2 separate regions of the Mus musculus genome follow, and region 1 is linked to region 2. A link is a contact called in public promoter capture Hi-C data. All regions are on one chromosome and are shown on one strand. Each heading gives the region's core, a stretch centred on a gene start, on an enhancer-like site or on the middle of the called end of the contact. The rest is flanking DNA. Distances are from core to core; before and after follow the strand shown.

Evidence for each region. Promoter capture Hi-C pulls out the DNA fragments that hold promoters and counts their contacts.
Region 1: a contact with region 2 is called in a promoter capture Hi-C map of trophoblast stem cells, with 5 times the contacts expected there. The contact joins the enhancer-like site here to the promoter of Daw1 in region 2. A contact is called at or near these places in 9 of 39 promoter capture datasets (the 3T3-L1 cell line, 3T3-L1-derived adipocytes, embryonic stem cells and 4 more), 6 of 484 Hi-C or Micro-C datasets (the AML12 cell line, the C2C12 cell line, embryonic stem cells and 1 more) and 1 of 115 datasets of contacts at active chromatin or transcription factors (pancreatic cancer cells).

The regions. Positions count from the first base shown.
Region 1 is chr1:82,791,853-82,798,957 of GRCm38.p6, reverse strand. No RefSeq gene overlaps it. Among named protein-coding and RNA genes, the nearest start is that of Gm34286, 14 kb to the left of the region's middle. Within about 2 kb of position 3,522, at least 121 of the 459 cell types and tissues checked have an H3K27ac peak or open chromatin away from gene starts, as enhancers often do. A contact at or near this core is called in the C2C12 cell line, pancreatic cancer cells and trophoblast stem cells, where this site is marked.
Region 2 is chr1:83,156,547-83,164,295 of GRCm38.p6, reverse strand. It overlaps Daw1 (dynein assembly factor with WDR repeat domains 1), which reads right to left and starts at 4,541. Exons shown (of 13, transcript NM_001372244.1): 1 at 4,458-4,541. The coding sequence starts at 4,497.

The sequences.
Region 1 (7,105 bases), core at 2,273-4,772, 360 kb after region 2:
CACTAATGAACATTCCAGTTAGCTGGGACCAAGTGCCCTGGAGCCTAGGTATTATAAGCTGCAACAGGGTGTCACAATACCATAACTGTGTTGGGTGACTTCAAGATACAAGTGTCCATTCTAATAAGTAAGACTGATTGTTCCTCTCCTTGCTATGGTCTATTTGTCCAACTCTAGAAGGCAATGGAATGGCTTCATTTTCCTATCACATTTATCTCTGGGCCAAATGTCCAAGCAATAGTACATGTCTCCCACATTTATGAGTGATGACCAGTTTACCATAAACCCAAACTAAGGAAATATCATTATGAGAAATGGCTAAATTATGAAATCTGTACTTATTTGAAATACCATTTCCTAGTGACATTTCCCTTTCGGCTGCCTTGCTCGGCATTAATGTAAGAATTATTTATGACTTGGCATTTCCTCGCAGCAGCTGCCCACAGGTCAGAGCAGAACGGAAGGAAATAAAAGAGCCTTGCTGGCTGTACCCAGTGCACATCAGCACTCGTGGCCAAGGCCAGGCAGCAAGCTCCTGGGGAAGGGCAGGGTACAGGATGCTCTGGTGTCCTTGGAGTTCAAACCCTGACTTTGGAGTATACCAGCTGTATGACCTGAGATAGTCATTTTACCCAGAAGTCAGCCCATGATGTGAAGGGCCATCTGGGGAACACTTATAGCTTTGCTCACCATATAGCCTATCACCACTCTTCAGTCACAAAAATGCCACTAGCCTTCATGAGCATCCCCTTCCCCTTACACTGCTTATTCTGTGGTCCAGGTCCCCCTGCCTACCAAACAAGTACTCCAACACTAAGCTACACCCCCAGCCCACTAATCTCTTTTTATAAAGTGCAAAGTCTATGGGATCCGATCTCACCAGATGACTTTAATTACTTACTTGTCTAAACAACAACAACAAAACCCTACCATGGGGTAATGGTGGTCTATGCCTTTAATTCCAGCTCTCAGGAGGCAGAGGCAGGTGTATCTCTGAGTTCGAGACCGGCCTCATCTTCAGAGGAGTTTCAGGACAGCCAGGACTACACAGAGAAACTCGTTTTGAAAACAAAAGCAAAAGAAACAACAACAACAACAAAACTGTACCAAAGCTAGACATTGGGGACACATGCCTGTAATCCCAGCACTTTGGAGATAGAGGCAGGAATATCAGGAGTTCAAGGCCATCCTAAGCTATGCAATGTATTTATGGCTATATGAAACCCGGTCTCAATCGCCTGCCCCATCTCCTCAGAGTTCCTGAAGTAAGGATTTCAACTTATTAACTAGTAAATAACTAGAGTTAGTGATATATATTACGATTTGACTATTTTTATATAGACATTTTTATATATGCATATGTGTGTATACACATAATACACACATGCTTTACACATAAACTTGTTCTGCGGTGATTCAAGCTCAGAGCACGTTAGGGAAGGACTCTAGCACTGACATTATCACCTCAACTCACCTTTATGTTTCATGTGTGAGAAACCTCACCACCCAAATTCATGTTAGTTCTTTCTGGAGATGGGGGGCATTTGCTCAGATTGATCAGGTCTGCCCTCCTAAATGGATTAGCATGTTTGTGGGTCAATGGATCATTGGAGGAGTGACTTGTGTAACACTACCCAATATGTTTGCTGTGTCACCCTTGTGCAAAGCTTTCTGCTGTGTCATACTGCTGACATAAGAGGAAGGCCCTTCTTACCGGAAGCCCCGTGGATGCCGAGCCTCTGACATCGAACTTCCCAGCCTCCACCACCACAAAGTGATCTGAACCTCTTTTCTTAGTAAATTCCCAAGCTTTAAACATTTTGTTACAGTGTCAGAAAGCAGACCAAGACAACACAGAACATTTGCTAAGGGGACAGACAATAGGTCCTTCTACCATGCTCTAGCCTCTGTGAGATAATGGATGTGCTAGCTCAACTGACTCTGAAAACCATTTCGCCTGGGTAGATGTGAGAGGGAGCAAAGACATAACTCAGCTTCTTGCATAGCATGTACTCGCGAGTGCGTAAAACTTGCTCCTGTGAAGCTTGACAAAGGCAGACCCCCCATGGGAGCCGGGGCAACAAACCTGGATGCTTCCGCCATGCAGGCCCTGGGGTATGGACTGCAGGCCAACAACCTCCCTTCCCCTCCTTCCCACCCCCGTTTACCTTGCTCACACCTGATTTTTTTTTCAGATTTATTTTAATGTATTTGTATATACATATGGCGGGAGTGGTGGATGCGTACATGGGAGAGAGCACTTTGTGGAGACCAGAAGAAGGTAATACCCTTAAGGCTGGAGTTACAGGCAGTTTGTGCATCTGAGTTACAAGCATTGGGTGCATCTGTTGCGGATGCTCAGAGTTGAAGCCGAGACCTTTGAAGACCAGTACACACTCTTCACCACTGAGCCGTATCTTTGGAGCCTGACTGTTGGCTTTGGTTTCCTATACAGATGGAGTTTCACTATGCTGTAGGCTGGTCTCAAACTTCTGAGCTTAAACATTCCTCTCACCTCTGCACCCTCCCATCGGTCTTCCCAAGCCATACGCTGGGATTCCAGCTGTAGGCCACCACATCTCGAGTTTGCACAGGAGACTTCCTCCTGCACGAGCATTTCCTCCCTGGGCTGCGTCGTGGCCATGTGGCAACGTTTCTTCCTTTGCTTCGCCTGTCTCTGCTTGCTCCTTCCCTCTCCTTGTTGCTGGCACCGGCTCTTCTGAGTCAGACAGTGCTGGGCTTCTTCAGGCTTGGCAGATAATTCTTCCTAACGCTATCTCACCTCTGGCTCGGGTCTTGACACTCATGCCTGCTGAACACACGGTTCCTCCCATGAGCTCCTGGTTGAGACATCTTCCTGGACTGAGTACTTTCTGAAATTCCTATTTCGAGTCCTGGCGGTTTACTGTTTCCTTGGCTACTAAAATCTCCTAAGGTAAACTGCTCTTTCCTGTTTCTGCCCACAGACTAGGGGATTCTCTTATAAAGGACTCTCTAAACATACCATGTTCTCATTGTTTTGAATTAAAACAAAACAAAAACCTAAAATAGCACCTTAAGGAAGGAAGGGTTTATTCTGGCTCGAGGTTTGAGGGCCCGTCTATCCCAGCAGGGAAGTCACAGCTGCGGAATGCGAGGCAGGTCACACCTCATCTACAGTCAGGAAGTAGAGAGATGGTCCCTGACTCTCAGATTGCTTTCTGTTTCAGCATCTGGTCTAGGGTCTCAGTCTATAAGACAGTGCTTCCCACATCTGGGGTGAGTGTCTCCTGTACATTTTTTTTTTCACCTGAGCACACCATGGATTCTGCTACGCAGGAGGATTCCAACAAATGTGTACTAAATGGAAGACCCTTGGTTAATTGGACCCTCCAGGAGACTATGCATTGCTTCAGTTCAGTTCTGAGCACTTTGAACTGGGCTCTGGTTACTTACAAATGTCAAGGCGGCCTCCTCTCAAAGTTCAGCTGCTTCTCAAGTTTCCATTTCCCCATAACTGTCATCAGTTGACAAAACTGTAAGTCTAAAGCATAGTTATTTGATGAGTCATGAACCCCACCTAGAGTGTTGTTGTGGACACTGGGCCTCACATAGGTAGAGGTTTCCTAAGCTTTTAATAAATATTTTTAATACCTGCAAGTGAGGTCATGTTTTAGTAATCGGATATCTCTATGCTCAGGGAGCTCAGACCATTCATAGTCTGGGTTGGGTAGTTAGTGACACATATAAAAGATGGTAAAGATAAATTAATCCAGGAGCTGGCAAGGTGGCTCAGTGGTTAAGAGCACTGACTGCTCTTCCTGAGGTCCTGAGTTCAAATCCCAGCAACCACATGGTGGCTCACAACCATCAGTAATGAGATCTGACGCCCTCTTCTGGTGCATCTGAAGACAGCTACAGTGTACTTAGATATAATAATAAATAAATCTTCTGACCAGGGTGAGTGGGACAGACCGGAGCGAGCAACCTTCATTCCTAGCAATCACATGATGGCTCACAACCATCGGTACAGCTACAGTGTACCCATATACATTAAATAAACAAACAAATAAATAAATAAACAAATAGATCTTTTAAAAAAAGATAAACTAATCCAGGTGAGAGCATTGAGAGAAAGGGCAGGTCACATGACTGTTGAGCTATGGGGGTGAGGGAAGCTTCTATAGAAGACAACAGGAAGTAGGACCTGCAGTGTCTGGGAAGCAATAGGAAAAAAATGAAACTCTAGGAAATCCCCATTCTCTCCGATGGGCTTGAGAGAGGAGTCATTGAATTGGTTTTTACTTGGCCTGCCTATAGGGGTGGGAGAACTGATCAAAAGACAACCAACTTGGAATAACCAGAAGCAAACGAGCATATGTGGAAACTTCAAGGATCACACAGACACTGCATGGCAGACCTGTGCCCACAGGCCAAGGAACTACGCAGATAGGGTAACGGACCGATCTGTGTCCCAGCGACAGCTCCTTCCTTTCTGTACTGTGTCTTCTCTGTAAATATCAGGAGTGGTTGCTTGGAGTTCTTGCCCTCATAGGCTGGACTTCAGGAAAACTCTAAAGGCAGTATCTTCAGACTCAATAATACCTGCCCAGCAAAATTCTAAACACGATACCTTGGGCTCAATAGTATCTGCCTAGCAAGCTCATGTACCCCCTCATGGGAAGGAAGGAGCAGGCAAGAGGCACCGGTCTCCCACAGAGAATCCAGACAGCCTGCAGAGTCCATAAGCCCAAACACACGGGCTCCCCATCCCTTCCCACAAGCCCTCCAAGTAGAACAGCTTGCTGAAGGAGGAGGTGGGTCCCTGCTGTTACAAAAGACACTCTAAGCTGCCTGAGGCTACCAAGAATTGTCAACCTATAAATAAAGTGTTCAGACAAATGGCTCAACTGTGAAACGCAGTTGAAAAATTAGTGAGGGTGTCATACTAAGATTTAGGAAGCTGAGTTGGTTTTGTTGTTGTTAGTTGTTTTTTTTTTTTTTCAAAGCTTTTAATTGTTCATTAGACCCCAAGTTAACAGTTAGCTGCTGCCAGCACAGCAGGGGACATGCACACAAGAGTGGATCCCATTCTGTAAGCCAAGATGAGAAATTACACACTGTTATTCATGAACCAAGGCAGGTCCCTTACCAAAGGAATGAGACTCTTCTCTCAGACACCCAAGGGTGTCAGATTTGCACAGTCTAGTTTCCACTAAGCTAGTAAAACTAATCAAAGCAATTTTTCAATGCAGAAACTTTGCATTGTTTGGTGAACTTTTATTTACTTACTCATTTATTTGATATGTTCATTATGTAGTATAGACTAGCCTTAAACTCTAGCGCCTCCTGCCTCAGCTTTACACCATACCTTTCTTTGTAAAAACATCTAGGAAATCTCACAAGCTGTTGTGGGTCCAGTCAGCTCCTAGCTGCAGGAACAGAACACATGTGTTGTCTTCCTAGATCCAGCCAATGTCTTGATTGCCCAATGTGTCCTTGACTGTATTGTGCTATATGTCCAGTTGCATCTTCAACTTTTTTTTTTTTTTGAGTCTTCATAAGCAAAAATCTTGCATACAAAGGTCTCTGTCCTCTCATTTTCAGGACTGAGGCCCTTCTCAGTGTGAAAGGGAAAGGACTAGTGACTAATTGATATGATTCATGGAAGAGGAACTAGACAGTAAGGGACAAGAAATATGCTGTATCAGACTCTAGAGAACCGAATCACAGTGCAAACATGGTTCTCTTAGTCAGACTGATCTTCAGCAAATCCCTACAGAACCAGGGCTTTCCTTTCGTTGGGCCTAACAAGCTAATACACTTCGTACAAACTGATGTATATTTGATATATTGCTTTTAAGAATTCATTTGGATTTAAACAGGAAGATGGTCTCAAAGACGCAGACATCTCTGTAATCCTGGCACTGGGAGAATTGTGAGTTCAAGGCCAGTCTGAGCTGACTGTTGAGTTCGAGGGTGGAACGCTCACTTAACATTGTTCCCTAACTTATTTAGAGACAATCTTTAAAAAGGACTTGAGACCTAGCTATGCATGGTTGACACCTTTGGTAGAAATCAGGTGACTGATGAAAAGGGACAACAGAGCATCTTCACTGTACATTTAAACCTATGCGAAAACAAGTTTACAGGCAGTTGTGAGCTGCCTCATGTAGGTGCTGGGAACTGAACTCAGGTCCTCTGAAAGAACAGTGTAAACTTAACCACTGAGCCACCTTTCCACCCTGGTGGATTTTTATGTATGTGTTTGTATGAATGTGAGTGTATGATATATGTGTTTGGGGGTTCGCAGAGGCCAGAAGATGCCATTAGATCCCCTGGAGCTGGAGTTACAGGCAGTGATGCTGGGAACCAAACCCAGGTCCTTTGGAGAAGCGGTACTGGACCTTAACCACTGAGCCATCACTCCAGCTCAGTTTGAAGTCTTTGACATTTGTAGGAAGTGTGTGATCTACTCACAAATAAGGGACATTAGAAGTGTATAGAAGGCTGAGGAGATGACTCAGCAGCTGAGAGCAGTGTATAGAAGCCTGAGGAGATGACTCAGCAACTGAGAGCACTTGCAGCACAAGTATGAAGACCTAAGTTCGAGTCCCCAGAACCTATGAGAAAAGCTGAACGTAGCTGCCTGCTGTAATCCTGCACTGTGGAGAAGGTGGGCGGAAGATGCGAGGACCCATGGGCTTACTAGTCACGTGACCTAGCCCCAGGCTCAGTGAGAGACCCTGCATCAAGGGAGTAAGATAGAATGTAATAGAATAGGACACTCAAAATTTTCCACTGGTCTTAGTACATGCAAGCTCAGGCACATATACTGGTACATAGGTGAACATACAGCCACATACACATATACCTGTACACATACATACCTACATATATCACACATACACACCATCACCACCACCACCATCACACATAAGTGCACAAGGACAAAAAACCCCAAAACCCAAAACCCAAACAACCAGAACAGCTACTCATAGGATACATGAAGAATGATTTTAGTGTTTGAGGTCTGTAACCACAGCTACTGAGGAGGCCAGGACAAGAGGATGACAAGTTTAAGGCCTGCTTATTTGGTAGTGAGGCCAGTCTGGGTGAGTAAGTG
Region 2 (7,749 bases), core at 3,292-5,791:
ACATGTGACTGGATATTTTATGCGTCAAGCTCTATGTAGCTGCTGAAAATAGATGATAAACAGAGTAGGCAAAGTCCTTACTGGAATCCTTATCTTGTGGGGAAGGATAAGCAGGAAAAAAAAAAAAAAAAACAGTAAAAAGTAAGTATATTGGATTGATATCGCCCTGGGGTGAGGTGGGGTGGGGTGTGGTAGGGTGAGTGATAAAATCAAACGTCTGGAAACTACCTTGGGAAGATGGAACTTTGTAGAAAAAGAAGCTATTTAAGCTTCACTTGATACACCTTTGAGGACAGGGCTAAAAGCTTGGGAATACCTGCTGTGCAAATGATCACAGAAAAAAATATTTCAGTAAAAAGTAGCACCAGCCTCAGGGACGCTTGAGTAGGACCACGCCCAGCTGGACCAAGGCACACAGAATGGAGTGCTGTCGCTAGAGAGGCAGAAGGATGAGGTCCTGCAGGAGCCTGGACCGCATGGCCCTTTGCCTTTGAGATTAAAAATAAACAAAAGTGTGAGAGGAGCTGGAGCAGCAGAAGAAATTGTTCAGATGGACACTTCAGCAGTCACCAGGTCGCTCTGCTGACATGGGGCAAGGTGGAAGCTATAGTAATAGAGAAACTGATGTAATGAATGAGGTTTCTGATATCTATTAATACCGGTGTAATATTGGGATAATATTAAATCAGATGGATATTGAGAGAAAGACAGGGACAGAGACAGGGATGGATAGATGCATGGATGCATGGATGGATGGATGGATGGATGGATGGATGGATGGATGGATGGATGGATGGATGCATGGATGGATGGATGGATGGATGGATGGATGGATGGATGGATGGATGGAGAGAGAGAGAGAGAAAAAAATAAACTGACAGAATTACTCATCAAACAAGATATGATAGGGTGGGGTGGGGGACAAATAGGAATGAGTCCCAGTCTTTGTCCTGAGCTAGTATAGATCCAAAGCTGCAGCTGAGGTGGGAGAGACCATGAGGAACTTACCCCATGTTTACACTGGACGTGCCTATGAAGATGTCAGATAGATAGCTAGGTGCGCTGGACCACTCAGGGTGCTTTCTCAGCCTTGAGAATAGGTGAAGATGTCCAGCAAATGAATGTGAATGGGTAAGAGAAGTTAGAAGTCAGAGGTCTGGAACATTCCAAACTAAGAGAGAGGAGGCAATGGGACAGAGCAAGGAGTAACAGTGAAGTGAAAGGGTGGCAGAGTGCTCATCTTAGAAACCAAAGAGTAGCCATGTTCATCCCGCTGTCTGCTGCTCATGACTGTGATTGAGGGGCTCCGTGTGGGCGCCAGACAGGAAAGTGAATCACACAAAGAGGAAAGAATGAAAACCCCTGTGCAGGCTGACTTCATCAACCTGGATCAGACCTTGGGGAGTCTGGTGCCAGCTCGTTGTCAGCATATTTGAAACACAGCACAACTTCCAGGCAACAGTCAAACCAATCAGTCCAGTTCCAGATGCACAATAAAGCTTAAGGTGTGAGTGTGTCAAAACTCTTACAAAATGTAAGTGGCCGTGGGGGTGAGGTCTATAGCTGAAAAGCCTAGACTCTAGTGTGGTCTCTGACCAACAGCACAGAAGTCAGCAGGCCATAAAGTGCGAGTGACAGACGTCTCCCCTAAAGATGAGTAATGGTCTTCGGAGCAGAGAGTCTGAAATAACCATTTAGGGGATTCTGAGTGAGGTTTGCTTCCACAGATAGCAAAGAGGCCACCAAGTTGTTAACAAAATCCACTTTCGGGTTTCTGGATGGAGTTCAGGTATTTGACTTTATCTCTTCCACTGAGGAGACAGCCCGGTGTGATTAACACTTCTGGATCTCTCGGTGCTTCTCTTCGAGTACAAGGACCTCTGTGTCCCCCAACCTGAGACATAACGAGTGGATTCAGAAACATGGAGGTCAGTGGGGAATCCTAAAATGTACAGACTCCAGAGCACGGTAACAGTGAAAAGAGGAAAGGAGCTAAAGACAGAAAGGAGAAGGTCAGAGGACCTGGCGAAGTTCAAAGCAGCCTTGCACTGAAGGGAAGGGACAACAAAGGTGGCAACTGAAAGGTCAGCAGAAGTGTGAGGTAAGTGCTGTTGGCTGACAACTTGATGTATCCAATCGACTCACCCCAAAGAAAATGTCTAATGTGTTGGGAATTGGCTGCTCAGGCTTCAGAGACTACATTCCTAGCCTGAGCTCCACAGCTGAGGGATGGAAGTGAGGTGATCATTTATCAGACTCTCTCCTAGACAAACACCATCACTAGAAGCAACTTTGGAGGGAGAGGGGGTTGGATTTCTCTGGCTTATGCACCCCTATAACCGTCTGTCAGTGCAGAGAGTCCAGGCAGGAGCTCAAGCAGGAGCAGAGACAGGAGTCAGGGCAGAACACTGCTGACCGGCTTGCTTCGCATGGCTTGCTCAGCCTGCTTTTTTATACAGTCCAAGCAACTGCCCAGGGTTAGCACCAGCCATAATGGCCTAGGTCCTCCCATATCAATCATTAATTAAGAAAAAGACCATGGAATTGCTTATAGGCCAATCTGGTGTGGGGGGACAATTATTAATTGAAATGCCCTCTTACCAGATGACTCTAGCTGTGTCCAGTTAAGGGAGGAAAAAAAAAAAAACCTAACCATCACAGTGTCATGATAAATATAACAAAAGCAAAAAAAAAAAAATGCTATACAGGAAGTCAGTAAGAGATGTGGAAAAGGTAGGTTTCTCTGGGTCAGTTACATTGGCTGAAACAAAGTAAAGAGAAGCTAGGCATTGTGAGGTTTAGGGGAAGCTCTGTCCAGAAGGGAGACAGTGCATGACAGGCCTTCTTGTAAGTTTTAGAAAAATAGGTCAGAGACCTAAACTATAGAGATGGCAGAGAGTAAAGTTCTAGAAGTCGACAGAGCAGCCTGGGCCATTTCTTTCAGACTGTAGATCTTATTCTAAGCCTAACAGGAGCATACTAGGCGATTGTTGGAGGTGTTGGGTTCAGATTCTACTGGCAAACGGTAGATGAGACTCAAAGCCAAGAAAGCACTTGAGCAGACCCTGAAGTTTCCCAACAAGAGACGGACTGGGCTGGAGTGTGTCAGCAAACGGAAAGGATGCTGAGTCGAACTGGGAGGGGAAAGAGGGCTGAACCGAGAGATTCACCAAATGTTTTGGAAGTAGAGCTGATATAATTTATTGATAGATGGAAAAGACTGAGCAGAGAGGAGCAGTAAGTGGTGTCAGGGCGAGTAAAGGATTGTCTGTGTAGCTTCTGAAGAAAATAAATACAAAATGCTGAACCTATGACCTGCTGACAGGGGACAAAGCACAAAAGGAACAAAATCAGGATGGCCTCAAAGAAAGAAATAACAGCCTTGACTATTAGACATTTTGGCTAAAAAATGTTGGCTGCTTTGCTGAGGCAAACGAGACACGTGCCCTGAGATTCCTCAAGTTCACACCCTTAAAACTGTCATGCTGAAACCAGGACAAAGTGAATTCACTTACTCTACTCTGAAATCTCTGCAGTTTCTTTACCCAAATGTTTCATTGAGCCGTTGTAGTCAGCCGTTACCCTGAGCCAAGTTTTAAGGGCTTTGTTGTCAATTACATTTATTCATTTATGTTATGTGTATGTGCACACGCACACATGAGAGCCACAGAACATGTGTGCAGAGGTCAGAAAATAACTTTCCTCACTGCGGCCCTCCCCACCCCACCCCTGACCCTTTTATTTTTAATTTGAGTTTCGAGAAGCTGAGAGTTCTCCTCCTATTTTGTCCTCAACAAGTTGTATTTCAGTTATTCTCTCATGGTGAGCAAACCCCACCCCCCTCCCCAACACATAACTTATGACCACCAGAAAAGCATACCCTACTCTAAAACAGCAGCATTTCGTGGGCTTATTCACAATCACCACGTTGGAATCAAGGATTCTGGCCTTCTTTAAAGGCACATGGCGAGGCGCACAAAGCAGGTTACCTTGGACGTTCATATCATAAACTGATTTCCTACTGCAGCAAACTGGAGAGTGTGACAAAGGTGGCGCGCTCAGTGGAGTATGAGTTTTTCTTTTCATGTGTCCTTCGCTTTAACTTGATCATTAAGACTTTAAAATAACAGTAGATTCATCTCTGTTGTTCCAGAAAACACTGTCCCAGGGTGTCACTGTTCACTACCCCTCGGCCCCTCCCTCCTCAGACTCATAATTTACTAGAAAGCATTTAAAAGTTTAAAGACTTTCTCAAAGAGTCACATAAAGGACTTTAAGGAACAGTGGTCGGCAGCGTATGAAAAGGTGGGTGACCCAGACTGGGGAGCTCTAACTACCTGTCCCAATTGGTCACTGAGACCCGGCTACTCAGAGCCCTTCCTCGAGTCCCCGCCCCCTCCTTCGTCCCAGACCATCCCAGAAAGGGAAGCCAGGGCCCACTCGTGGGAACCCCGTACCTGGTGGGTAATAGCGAAGCAAGAGGCTCTTAAGCTTCATTTTCCTACTTTCCTACCCTGAGGGGCTTCGTAGCCATGGAAACTAACAAACAGCAGTAGGACGCTAAGGCGCGTGCGCAAGTTTTTCTGGGCGGGTACAGGGGAGCCCAGCGGCAGCCCAGAGCTGGGTAAACTCAGCTTGCCGCTCAGCCATAGCTTGCTGTAGCAAGCTATCTGAGGAGCAGCCAGTGTGTCCCAGTTTTGACATTGGTCCACCACATAGAAAAGAGTTAATTCTTTAACTGTTTAAATTTTCTCCAAATCGACTGATTATCTTAGCTTCTTTTAGAGTGTGATAAAAAGAGTAGTTGTGGAAAATAAAATGTTCATACAGTTTTCAATAAAGAGCAAATACAATTATGCAATTTTTTTAAATATCCCAGAAATTTATTTGATGTTCGCTTGAATACATTTTATATAGAAAGATTGTGATTGATTGTTTGTGTTTGGAGCCTCTGGTAAATCTCTGAACCATAAGGGTGCCATTCCAGAGACATGAGCAATGGAAACTGTAAGCCCAATATTAGGACTGCTGTTGAAGATTTGTCTCTGGTCAAATCAAGCCACTCCCTTAGAAAAATACTTGAGGTGTTAGAGCCACTATGTGAAAACAGCTGACATGAAGGAGGGCATTTAGATTCTGGCTTGTTGAATACTTAAATACTTGGAAATAAAAATATTCAGCTTTCAAGTTTCCAATACTGGAAAACTTTCAAGTCTAGGGTTTGCAGCCAGGAAGGGCTGCCTCGTACTCTGTAAATTGGACTGTTTTCCAAAATGTCATCTTCAGCTTTGGCTTCCATTTCTTCTGCATCGTCATCTCCATCCACTTCTGCATCTTCTCTTTCAAGCCGTTCCAGCTGCCTTGCACGTTCAGTCTCATCTGTATCTGTGACCACTTTGGGCTCCATCTGAACACTGAACACTTCCCTCTTTTTTTAATTAGATATTTTCTTTATTTACATTTCAAATGCTATTCTGAAAGTTCCTTATACCTTCCCCGCTCCCTGTTCCCCTACCCACCCACTCCCACTTCTTGGCCCTGGCATTCCCCTGTACTGGGGCATATAAAGTTTGCAAGACCAAGGGGCCTCTCTTCTTAATGATGGCCGACTAGGCCAACTTCTGCTACTATGCAGCTAGAGACACGAGCTCTGGGGGTACTAGTTAGTTCATATTGTTGTTCCACCTATAGGGTTGCAGACCCCTTCATCTCCTTGGGTACTTTCTCTAGCTCCTTCTTTGGAAGCCCTGTGTTCTATCCTATAAATGACTGTGAGCATCCACTTCTGTATTTGCCAGGCACTGGCATAGCCTCACTCGAGACAGCTATATCAGGGTCCTTTCTGCAAAATCTTGCTGGCATATGCAATAGTGTCTGGGTTTGGTGGCTGATTATGGGATGGATCCCTGGGTAGGGTAGTCTCTGGATGGTCCATCCTTTCATCTTAGCTCCAAACTTTGTCACTGTAACTCCTTCCATGGGTGTTTTGTTCCCTATTCTAAGGAGGAATGAAGTATCCACACTCTGGTCTTCGCTCTTCTTGAGTTTCTTGTGAACACTCCCCTCTTCTCCTCAATCTTCTCTTTGATGACTGCCATAGCCTGATTGAGGACAGAGAGACTATGTCATCCCCAGTGTCCTTCTTTTCATCACATACCTGGGCAGAACTATTAGATTAATCTTGATGGGCATGGTTTCTGTAGAACAATTCAAACCTGCCCTCAGGGCTTCTTTTACAGCATCATTGCCTTCATAACTATAGCAAGTTACTTCAGTATCTGCTGTCATAGTCCACAAGAGAGGATACAATTCAGAAAGTCCTGCCCACAATGCATTATTTGACCCAATCCAAAAGGCAGCACTGCCCCCACCCCATTCTCTCTGGGTCAGCTTTCCGTTACTATAATAAAATACCTGAAAGGAATCAACTTAAATGATGAAGGGCTTATTTTGGATTATGGCTTTTGAGGTTTGAGTCTATGGTTGACTCGGTCACTTTGGGGGTCTATCCTTGAAACATCACAGCATGTTCTACAGGAGGCTATCCACCTCATTGTGGCCAGGAAGCAAACAGAGGGAGGGGACGGGAAAATTAAGGGAACCCCTAAATGTTCTCCTTCTTCCAAGTAGGCCCCAATTCCTTTAGCTGCTACTAATTCCCAATAGACAATTAAGCTGTGACTCCCTTAATGGTCAATCTATTGATGAAGTTAGAGTCACCCAGTCACCTCCAAAAGACCCTGTTTCTGAACACCACTACATTTGGGGCCCAAGCCCTCAATACATACCTCTTCAAACCCAAACTAAACATACCCTTCAAGTTGAATCCCAATTTCTTCAGGGCCAAGACCTCCCAAGAAGTCAACAGGCCTTTACCTTGGTCTCTGTATGAGAACAATTATTCAGAAATGGCACACTGAGTTCTATTCAGTTTCCAAAACCATAGTAGTCCTTCCAAGGACCTCTTATATTAGGGACATTAGGGTCCTAATTCAACAAACCAGAACCCTTGACAAATGTCCAATCTAAGTTCTCATATGCCATTTTCCTAGAAAACTATTGTCTTCTAGTTGTGTACAAACAGGTCATTAAATAAAAAGCAGGTAGAGTGTCAAATGGACTCAGATCTCTCTTGGCAGTGGCTCAAATTGAGGTTAAAGTTGACTTACTGCTTACTCATTACCAGAAGCCACAGGACCAGTCTCTCAACCAGTGTGCAAGTATGCAGAGTTCTTTCACCTCCAGTGTGTTGAGCTATGAGTCACACACACACACACACACACACACACACACACACACACACACGTGCACACACTGCCCAGATGATGGTCTGCATCACAGTCTGTGGCTTAGTGTGGCTTTCTCACAGGGTGACATTACCACCCTTCATGGATGGAACCCTCAGTGGTTTTGTGCAATTCCTCAATAGATGAGCAATCGGCATTGGCAAGGACTTCTACAGAATGTAGTGTCTGACTCTAGGTCTGTCCCCTGCAGTGGGCTGACTATCTGTTCCACTCTCTCCAAATATCCTATGTTCAAATTCTTACCCAAAAGGGATAGTATAGGAAATGGGGCTTGGGGAACTACTTAGTTCCTGAGGGTAAGGCTGGTATAAAGGATGCCCCCAATGGGCTCTGCAATCCTCTTTCTATGTAAGGATACAGTGGGCTGTTAACAACCTAAAACCCACAAGAGAGACTCACCAGAACTGACTAGAGGGTCACCCTGCCCTCAGACTTCCTGCCT